2 separate regions of the Gossypium hirsutum genome follow, and region 1 is linked to region 2. Evidence: chromatin contacts called from public Hi-C data. All regions are on one chromosome and are shown on one strand. The core of a region is the stretch at or near the end of the contact, and the rest is flanking DNA. Distances in the headings are between cores, read along the strand shown. Region 1 has its middle 20 kb from the start of LOC107950082. Region 2 holds the start of LOC107950753 (a long non-coding RNA gene).

Region 1 (4,751 bases), core at 561-3,060, 37 kb after region 2:
ACAATTCATTTTGTGACCACTTCCACGAGATACAGTAGGCACCTATATACGGGTTAGAGGGGTAAAATGGCAGCAATGTGGTGGAGAACAATTGATTTAGACGAGGCCAATCCCAATTCTCCGTATTATCAATCACGTCACAAACTTTAATAGGTTCATCCAGCAGCTCTATCCTGTATAGAAAATTTAAGAGGGTCAATCTGTCTAACCCAAACATCATTCCAGAAATTAATTATGTGTCCATCGCCAACGGTCTAAAACACACTGTTGAGAACCTTAGGCCAAACTCCCATGATAGATAGCCAAATTAAAAAGCAACAACTCCTCAAGATCAAAACTGGCAACAGTCCCTGAATGTTATATTTGCTCATCAAGACTTGTAGCCATAGAGCCTCTGTGTTATTAAATCCCAATTTTAAAAGAAAAACCTTATTCTGATTCGCAAGATTTCGGAGTCCAAGACCCCCATTATCAAGAGGTTGGTAGCATTCAAATCAATTTAGTAGAGCAAGTTTCATTGAGTCTACCTTCGAACCCCAAATGAACTTTCGAGCAAGCTTTTCAATCTCTTTGCACACCAAGAGGGTTATACGTGTCGTGGCCATGAAAAATAATGGAATAGCTATAATGACTGATGTGACTAGAGTAATCCTTCCAACCATAGATAAATTTTGTGCTTCCTAATCATTAAGCTTTTCTTGGATGTTCTCTACAACAAACTCAAACGTTCTAGACGAGACCCTCTTATGAAAAATAGGCATCCAATATATTTCCCTAAATCATCCACCTTCGAAATTCCAAGGTTCCTACATATTTCAGTTGTTAAATTCCTCGTTGTGTTTTGATAAAAGAAAATTTGAGTTTTATTCATGTTGATTTTCTGTCTAGAAAAGTAGCAAAAAGTATTAAGGATACCATTAACATGCTCAGCTTGCTCCTTATTTGCTTTATGGAAAAGAATGAGGTAGTTTGCATGTTTTTTATGTTGGAGAAAACCCACTTGGAGAAAAATCAATGAAATTAATGGTGTTTTTTATGTTCTTCTTTGAATTCAAAGGGGTTTTAATGTTAGGGAGATGATGAAAATCAAAAGTATTAAAGCAATGGAGATCAAAATTGGTGAATGGTATTTGGGGATTTCAATGGACTACAAAAATAAGTGAGCGAAGAATATGAGTCGTGTGTTTCCCGTAGGTGAAAGGGAAAATAGGCTATTTTTAAAACTTTGGTATATTTGCTCTTGAACTACTCCCAACTTAGACCCTTTTACAAAATAGTCCACTTTATAAATTGAAAGTCTTTTCCACATTATTATTATAAATTAGGTTAAATTTTCAAAAGTCATAAACTAAGATATTTTTGGGTTGCATATCATGAATTCTCGAACCCAATTTTAGGCCATAATTCTAAAACTACCCTCCAAACTTCTAGACCCAATTTCAGGATGTGACACTCGTGCTTCAAGACTTCTTCAATTTCCTGACATAATTCAAACTCTCGAGCTTGTAGACCTAAAGATGATCGAACCTCCAAAATACCCGTTACACGTTCGAGTTGCTTTACCAATTCATTTTTTCGAGCAAAAATATTACCATAAACATTTTTGTTCCAGCTTTAGACTTCTGCTTGAAAAAGTTCCAAGTTTGAAACAACATCAATTTTGTGGTTCCAATAATTACACACCAAATCCCCAAATTCTGGATGAAGTAGCCAGCTTGCTATAAATTTGAAAGGCCGACAAGTTGTATTCTGATGATTATGGCCACTAGAACCCAAATTAACCAAGATTAGTCGAGGATCCGACTTCAATTTGTGGAGATGTCAGACCAAACTATCTGGAGTGAAACAGTTCCAATATGAGTTGCAGATGGCCTATAAAGTCTTTGAAAAAGATTACCTCTACTCCAGGTGAAACGAGGGTCAGAAAAACCCATATCCCTCAGCTTATTCTTGAATAAGAAATCCTTAAAAAAAATTACAACTTGCCTTCACACGAATAACACCACCGTCATGCTCCAAACTATCCAGAATGGAGTTGAAATCTCCATCAAGAATCCAAGGCTCCTTAACTGATAATGCTATAGAGTCCAAAAACTACCAAAGAAATTTCATTTTGGTTGGGTGAGGGCTCATATAAACAGCCAAACATAGGAAACTTATATGTCCTTATCTGCTTACAATTTTCAGATTAACCATTTGTGAATGCAAATCAATGACATCAACTTTGATGTTATCACTCCATAATAACCATATACCCCAAGAAAACCCTATGGCCTCAATTTTGAATGAATTTTGGAAGCCTAATTTTTCAATAACATCATCTACCCTAGAGTCACTAATTCGAGTATAAAAAAATCCAACTAAATCTGGTGAAAGTTCTTTTGTATACTCCTTAATGAATCTATGGAAATGTGGATGGCCAACACCTTGGCAACTCCAAAACATTAATTTTGTATCCATAAATAACAAATGAGAGAAAAGATAAAACACACCCATAGGGCAAGGAAGAGAACCAATCCATATGCTTCTCATTCCGACTATCTTCAACATCAATCGTCTCCATCAAAATGTTGTCCTAAACAACCATAGAAACATGGCTTGAATCTCTTTTTATTCTTGATATAATTTCCTCCATAGCTGTCATTACCTCCACCATTATGTGTTAAGACCTTGAAGCCCCTACATCCGGCGGTTTTCGCGATCGAGGAACATCCATGTATAAAGGCTCTTGACCTGTCTTCTTACTTGTTATGTCCTTCGGTTTTGATAATTCCAAAACTACGCTTGATTCCCCAATATTCCTTTTCTTTCTGTGAACTGAATCAAAATTTTTACCCTCTAGAATCTTCACAGCTTTATTTTTCTGACCATTTAGGGATGCCTTAACCTGAAATGATTGAAACTTAAAAAGCCCATTCCTATCAGTCACTTCTTTATGGCCCATTTTTTACCCATCATCAACTAGCCCTTGTCCACTTGAACTTGAAAGCCCGTTCACAGTATTGTTAGGCTTTAAGATGTTGAGATTCGTTCAAAGCCCACTAGCAACCGAGATACCTTTACCTTTTGCTTTTAAATTATTTTTCTTTTGGCAAGTGGCAGAATTGGAAGCCTTATTGTTTTTATCCATAGTCTGCTCACTCTTTCCCCGAAATCTGCTCTAGTAAATATCCCTATTAGAGATCTCATCATTATCAACAAGCCCTTAATTCACATCAAGAACATTAAACCGAGATCCTCCAGCAGTCACACCTAGATTATTGTCATTCTTGTTCCCTATAACCGCTGTGTTCCGATTCATCACTATCGACATTCCACTAACATCCAAGGGCCATAACATTCCTTTTCCACTCTATTTTGAATAACTTGCATTCGTCGCCTGTGGAGCCTATATCTTTGGGCATGATTCAGAACTATGCCCATAAAGTCCACAACTGAAACAAACGTTAGGTAACAATTCGTATTCAAGGCGTTGTATTCTTCCATTGATTTTTATCTTTGATACCAATGGCTTCCGGAGATCAACACAGATCGCCAATCGTGCAAAATGCCCCATTCTAGCACTATCAATATTCTCGTGAATCTTCAAAATTGGACCAATAGTTTGCCCAATAGCCTTAAGTAGGAAGTCCGAATAGTACCCCTTTGGGAGGCCAGGTAGTCTAACCCATTCAGCTTGGGTGTCAATCTCATTTTGAGTAGTCGAAAAGTTCGGCGACCATGGCCGAACTTTGAGATACTACCCAAAGATTACCCATAGGCCACTGGTCAATACTTTGTTATAGTCTTCTTCATCATTGAATCATACCAGATAAAAATCATTCTCCAAATTCATAAGGCTAAAAGGTTGATTGGGTCTCCATAACAACATGATCTTATTCAGTAAGGCATTGAAAGTAATCATTCATCCTAACAATTTGATAATGATTGTTCTTTCCATCTTCCTTTCAATGAATTTTTGCACCCTTTCAAAAAAATGTGATCGATGGGATTCTGTCAGTCATTTCTGTCAATACATCTCCTTCTTGTAGTGCAAAAGCTTCCTCCTTTAGCACTGGATTTGAACGAAATGAATTACCTATCAAGGTGTTTTTATATGAAGTCTTGTTTGTATCATTTTCCAGAATCTTAACACCATTCTAGTCAATCGTAGGGTTATCCATATCTGGTGGAAAATCTGATCGGTGTTTCACCTTCTTGGTAGCACGTCCAATTCCAATGTTTGAGGTCATCGGACTAGCGTCTACCACAAACTCAGCCACAAACAAATTTTCACTCATTTTTCAAAAAAATCAGTAACCTTATGAAACTCTTTTGAATTCCCTAAATATCTATAATACATATTTAATTGTAGTATACATAGTCTTAATATCCATATTTCAAATTCCACTTTTTTATAATCATTTTATTCACTAATGACATTCCAATAGCCTACTTTTTTAAAAAAGTGTCAATATATACAGAGGTACCTAAACTTGATAATTTGCATCTACTTGGTACTTAAATTTTTTTTTGAACTTAATTGATACCTAAACTTAAAAATCGTAAGCCAAGTTGGTACTTTTTATTGGTAACTGACTAACACCATTAGATTGTGGGCTGATAGACAATAGAATATTGACACGTGTCATAATAATAAAAAAATATTTCTTATTGAAAACTAAAACAATTTAAAAAATTAGGAATTTTTTATTATTTTGCATGCATAATGAATCGAACACATGGTTCTCCTTCATTTGAACTTAAACAAT
Region 2 (5,026 bases), core at 2,214-4,713:
TATTTGGTTGGCTGTATTACCCTAATACGAGCCTATTACGCTGTGCATGGATTCCTCATTTTCCCTTATGCAGCGCCAATTTGTAACCCCTTCCAAAAGAAAGGATTACCTAATCGGTCCTCTTTTACCTTGCAACATCTTTTCTTTTTTTCATTTTTCTTCCCATTTCCTTCCAACCTTCTCCCTCATTTTCATGCTTCTATCCTGACCAACCCTTTAACAAACCCTAACAACCCTCAACAAGGCCTTCAATTACAAATCGTATGAGGTAACAGAGTAACAGAGAGTAGCAGCAATGGTTCCCAAGTACGCTTCTCCCTTCTTCTATTCCTTTGATTTCAATTAAATTTCTTTATATATACCATGAATTTAATGATCTGTTCTTGAAATATTGTTTCTTTATTTTTGTTTTTTTGGGGAAAAAATGGATTTGCCTTTCATTTCATTCCATTTCGGCCTGAAATATGAAAATATGATTAATTTTTTGGTTTTTTAGGTTATATTTACATGTAATTTCAATGTTAACCAGTTTTGTGTTTAAATTTCGTCTTTGAAATTTTACACTTTCAATCGATCAACTGTACATAGGATTTGATTAATGAAGCTAATAGTTGTGAATTAACGAAAGGGAAAGGTTTTAATGCCTGCTGTAATTTGATTGATTGGAACACTATATGGTGTTCAAGGCAATCGATTATTTTCATTGTTAAAATATACCTCTGTTTGTCTGTTTTAGCTCGTTGGATAGTAGCTCTATAAATAATTATTTTTGTTTTGTCGGCTATGTTGCTGCTGATGAATGTTGGATATGGGTTCGAGTTTTCTCATTTAAGTTTTACATAAATTTGGAGGTAATGTTAATTGGACTCGGGTGTTTTTGTAAGATATGTGTATGTATGCTTCATAAGTGTGTTATTTTATGTATTTGGGAATCTTTGGAATATATTAATGTCATATCCATGCCCAAGAATCTGTTGAACATTGCTTGAAATACAAGTTTCTGATACGGTTATTTTTGGAAAAATGAAGAGTACGAGAGCACCTTACAAGTTGGAAATGGGAAATTGACTTGCTTCTGCTTCATACTATGGTCTATAAGATGGATATTATGTTTTTTTACGATCAAGAGCTAGTGTAAGGGGTAGTTGTTTGTAGAATTCTGTTTATGTTAATGGTGATTGTTGTTCGATCTTGTTAATTATGTAATAAGCTCGTAACTCGTTCAAAGGCACAAATGAGCATGTTGTCATAAAGCGTGACTTTAAGAGTGAGAAAGGGATAACATCTAACTTATTAGATGTACCTTATTAGATGTTGAGAATGCGCTTGCGAAGTTCACATGGGCTAAAGAAGTTCATAAGAAGATGGTTAAGCTGAAAGAGGAAGGCAAACCGATGCTAAAGAACTTTGCTGAGGTAGGTTCACCACTGGTTTTTTTCAGTTATGTTTTTGCTGATCATATGTTGAATGATTAAAATGTATGAGCTAGTGTATTTATGCTTATTACTCAATTTGTCTGATCTTAAATTCTCTAAGTTAATGTAGGGGAATTAGTTTGAGTGTCTGATATATATGTTTGACACGGGTGTGTTATGTTCATTTTTTGTCCAAGTTTTTTAATGTATTTGGAGGATTTTTAGAGCATTATCTCCCTATATTCATTCTGGTCCCAGACTTGCATCAAACATGGATGCATAAAGGAAAAGAAAGAGTCGAACTAACATAGAGTTACAGATGTTTGGTCTGCTGATCTGCGTTATGCTTTTTTGGTTCAATGCCAGATTGCTTAAAAGACTGAGATGTCTGCCTTCATTTATCTTCAGTTGCTGAAATTCGCATTTGAGTTCGGATGAATATTTCTCCCACAGTTTAAAACATCAATGACAAGTTTTAGTTTATGCATCTCTCTCTTTCTCCATTGGAAATGTCATTCGTTTTATTTTTTTTATCTTTTGCAGGTGCAAAAGCTAATGGGTTCAACACCATTGGATCTTGCCAAGTTTAATATGGTAAAGAGTGGAGAAATGAGCCGTAATGCTCCTTGTCCATGTGGTTCCAAGAAGAGATACAAAAGGTAATTTGGCACACTATTTCCCAGCGATCTGTGTTGCTGTGAGTAGCTCATAACCTGGACGCAGTGCTTAAGAGATTTTATTTCCTCAACCACGGAATGTTTTTCCAGTGCCAATGTTGTTCCCTTCAAGTAGCACAATTTTTTTTATCTTCTTTCATAAGAAGTTTCCCTTTGTGAGCTAGTTTCGTTTTGATACTTATATGTTGTTGGGGTCTACTTTAGTATCTAACTTTACAAGTAGGTCTATTTTGACTATGAATTTATATTTCGTCCAAATTTAATGATGTGAGACAATCTTAAAGTGTTATGTCAATAAAATTTTATATATTTCAAGTTCAAAGATTAAAATATATCTAATTGTCAAGTTCAATTATTAAAGTGTTATGCCAATAAAATTTTATATATTTCAAGTTCAAAGATTAAAATATATCTAATTGTCAAGTTTAATTATTAAAGTGGACAAAAAATATACAAGTACTAAAATAAATTTAATTGTCAAGTTCAGGTCAAGAAGTATACTAAATCTTTGGGGTAAATTTTAAAATTATACATGAAATTTAATTTAGGGTATGTTTGTTAATATTTGAATATTATATTTATGCAAATATAATTTTCAAGTTATTTATTACTTTTAATTTTTTTTTGTAGAATAATTAAATTATTTGATTCACTAATGATGTTTTAGCACATTAAATTTGTATTTCGGTTTAAAAATAATAAATGAGATTAAATATTTTTTATATTATTATATATTATGATTTTAGTAAATTAATATAAGAATAATTATATTAAGAATTTTATTAAATTATATATTTTTTATTAAATTATATTTAATAATAATTATTTTAAATTATTATTAAATTATTTATTATTTATATTAATAATCTTATTAAAATTTAATAACAATAACAATAAATCATCTACCTAAAAAAAATTCTGTTAAGGGTATTTTAGTCATTTTAGTTTTTTTCCTTACGCTATTACGTCTCTATTCTATTCAACCAAACATAATAATACTATTACGCCTCTATTCCATTACATTCAACTAAACAATTGAATTGTTATTACGCCTTTATTCCATTACAGCGAACCAAACGTGCTGTTAATAATAAACAACAAACTGATATATTAAAAACTCAATTGGTTTGAAGAAACTTTCACTTGCAATACGACTTCTAACTACAATTTAAGATTCCCAAATAAAAAATTTTGAGATTTCTTTTAATTTAATTTAAATCGCATTGCCAATAATGTTGAGATTTATTTAAATTATAAGGGCTAAATTTTAGGATCCAAGTTCCAATGAAATGCAACTAGTATGGCTAACTCCCGGTAGGCTGTAGGAAACTAGAGAAAAAAGAAGAAAAGAAAAAGACCAAATAACCCTTACCTATCACCATCTTTAATTCACACTTGTCTAGGCAGTCAGGTAATTTTCTTATCCCATTAAATACAGAACCACAAGCAACATTGAAGACGAACACATTCTAATGAATGATGATGTTTGTTCACTAATTTAGAGGATTCTTTTACGTCCTCGGGCGGCTAAGCTAAGCTCTCCCTTCATCGGTTTCTCCTCCCCCACGTGGTGGTTGCTACCGTACTTCCCATAATAATTTAACCCTTCTTCTTCTTCTTCATCTTTCAGAGGCACCATTAATGGCGGAACCTCCAGAACGAGACCCGTTCCCGGAGTTCCGCCTGGATTCCGATGCCGGAGCTACCTTTGTTCTTGAATCAAAAGGTGAAGAATCAGAATCAGAATCAGAATCAGAGCAACATTATAAAGCCATGATATAACCAAATCGTTTTTTTTCTTTATAGGGAAGTGGTGGCATGCGGGGTTTCATCTGACGACGGCGATAGTGGGGCCGACAATTCTGACACTGCCATACGCGTTCAGGGGACTAGGTTGGGGCCTGGGTTTCTTATGTTTAACGGTTTTAGGATGCGTCACCTTCTACTCTTACTATCTCATGTCCAAGGTGCTTGAGCACTGTGAAAAAGCCGGCCGCCGCCATATCCGCTTCCGTGAACTCGCCGCCGACGTTCTAGGTAGCGACCTACAATAAGTTTTCCTTTTTTCGGATCATGCAATATTCGTTCCGTGTTGGCCGGTTGCATTTTCGCTTGCGGTTCAGTATTCATTTTCAGTAATTATTAGATTTTGGAAAGCGTAAAAGTTGGATCACATATAAACTAATGGAAAATGATTACCCTCTTATAGTGACATTCCAAGTTCGATGATATCATTCCTAGAATAAAAACAAGGTGGACTTTTTGCCATTTCGATTTTGGCAATTCACATTATACAAGTTGTATACGTGTCTTTAGCTAATAGGTTAGGGTAGGTGATTCTGAAAGAGTTCCTGCAATTAGGACAGAACTGAACCCAGTGTTTTGTTCCGTGGTTAAAGATGTTAAAAGGAGATGCCAATGTTTCATGCAGGGTCTGGTTGGATGTTTTATTTTGTTATATTCATCCAAACCGCTATCAATACAGGGGTTGGAATAGGGGCAATTTTGCTTGCAGGGGAATGCCTCAAGGTATGGTCCTCCAATCCATCTATTAATTCCATTCGGAAGTTATATGAGCTATGAATATGACATATAATAGCAACTTCGATCTCATCAAATACATTTGAAAATTAAATTTCCATCTTCTAGCATGGTCCAATGGCTAGCTCTAGTTTGAAGATGGGACTTGTATATGGGGTAAAATTTGGTCATTTATTGCTCTTCTTTTATGTTTTTCTAATTTTGCCTGTTTTTGGTTTTTGGAAAGATCATGTATGAAAACCTTTCTCCAAATGGATCATTGAAGCTGTATGAGTTTATAGCAATGGTGACAGTGGTGATGATAGTTCTCTCTCAACTGCCTTCCTTCCATTCCCTCAGACATATCAATTTTGCTTCCCTTCTTTGCTTGGTGTACACTTTCCTTATGGTTGG

Evidence for each region. A called contact is a pair of places that touch in the nucleus more often than the background predicts.
Region 1: a contact with region 2 is called in a Hi-C map of leaf, with 2.8 times the contacts expected there. The contact joins two enhancer-like sites. A contact is called at or near these places in 10 of 34 Hi-C or Micro-C datasets (callus, fibers, hypocotyl and 2 more).

Annotation. Positions count from the first base shown.
Region 1 is chrD03:33,597,866-33,602,616 of Gossypium_hirsutum_v2.1, forward strand. No RefSeq gene overlaps it. Among protein-coding and RNA genes, the nearest start is that of LOC107950082, 20 kb to the right of the region's middle. Within about 2 kb of position 1,811, at least 8 of the 9 cell types and tissues checked have an H3K27ac peak or open chromatin away from gene starts, as enhancers often do. A contact at or near this core is called in fibers and leaf, where this site is marked.
Region 2 is chrD03:33,559,673-33,564,698 of Gossypium_hirsutum_v2.1, forward strand. It overlaps LOC107950753 (a long non-coding RNA gene), which reads left to right and starts at 36. Exons shown (of 3, transcript XR_001698196.2): 1 at 36-306; 2 at 1,312-1,415; 3 at 1,959-2,407. It also overlaps the pseudogene LOC107950754. Within about 2 kb of position 3,464, at least 7 of the 9 cell types and tissues checked have an H3K27ac peak or open chromatin away from gene starts, as enhancers often do. A contact at or near this core is called in fibers and leaf, where this site is marked.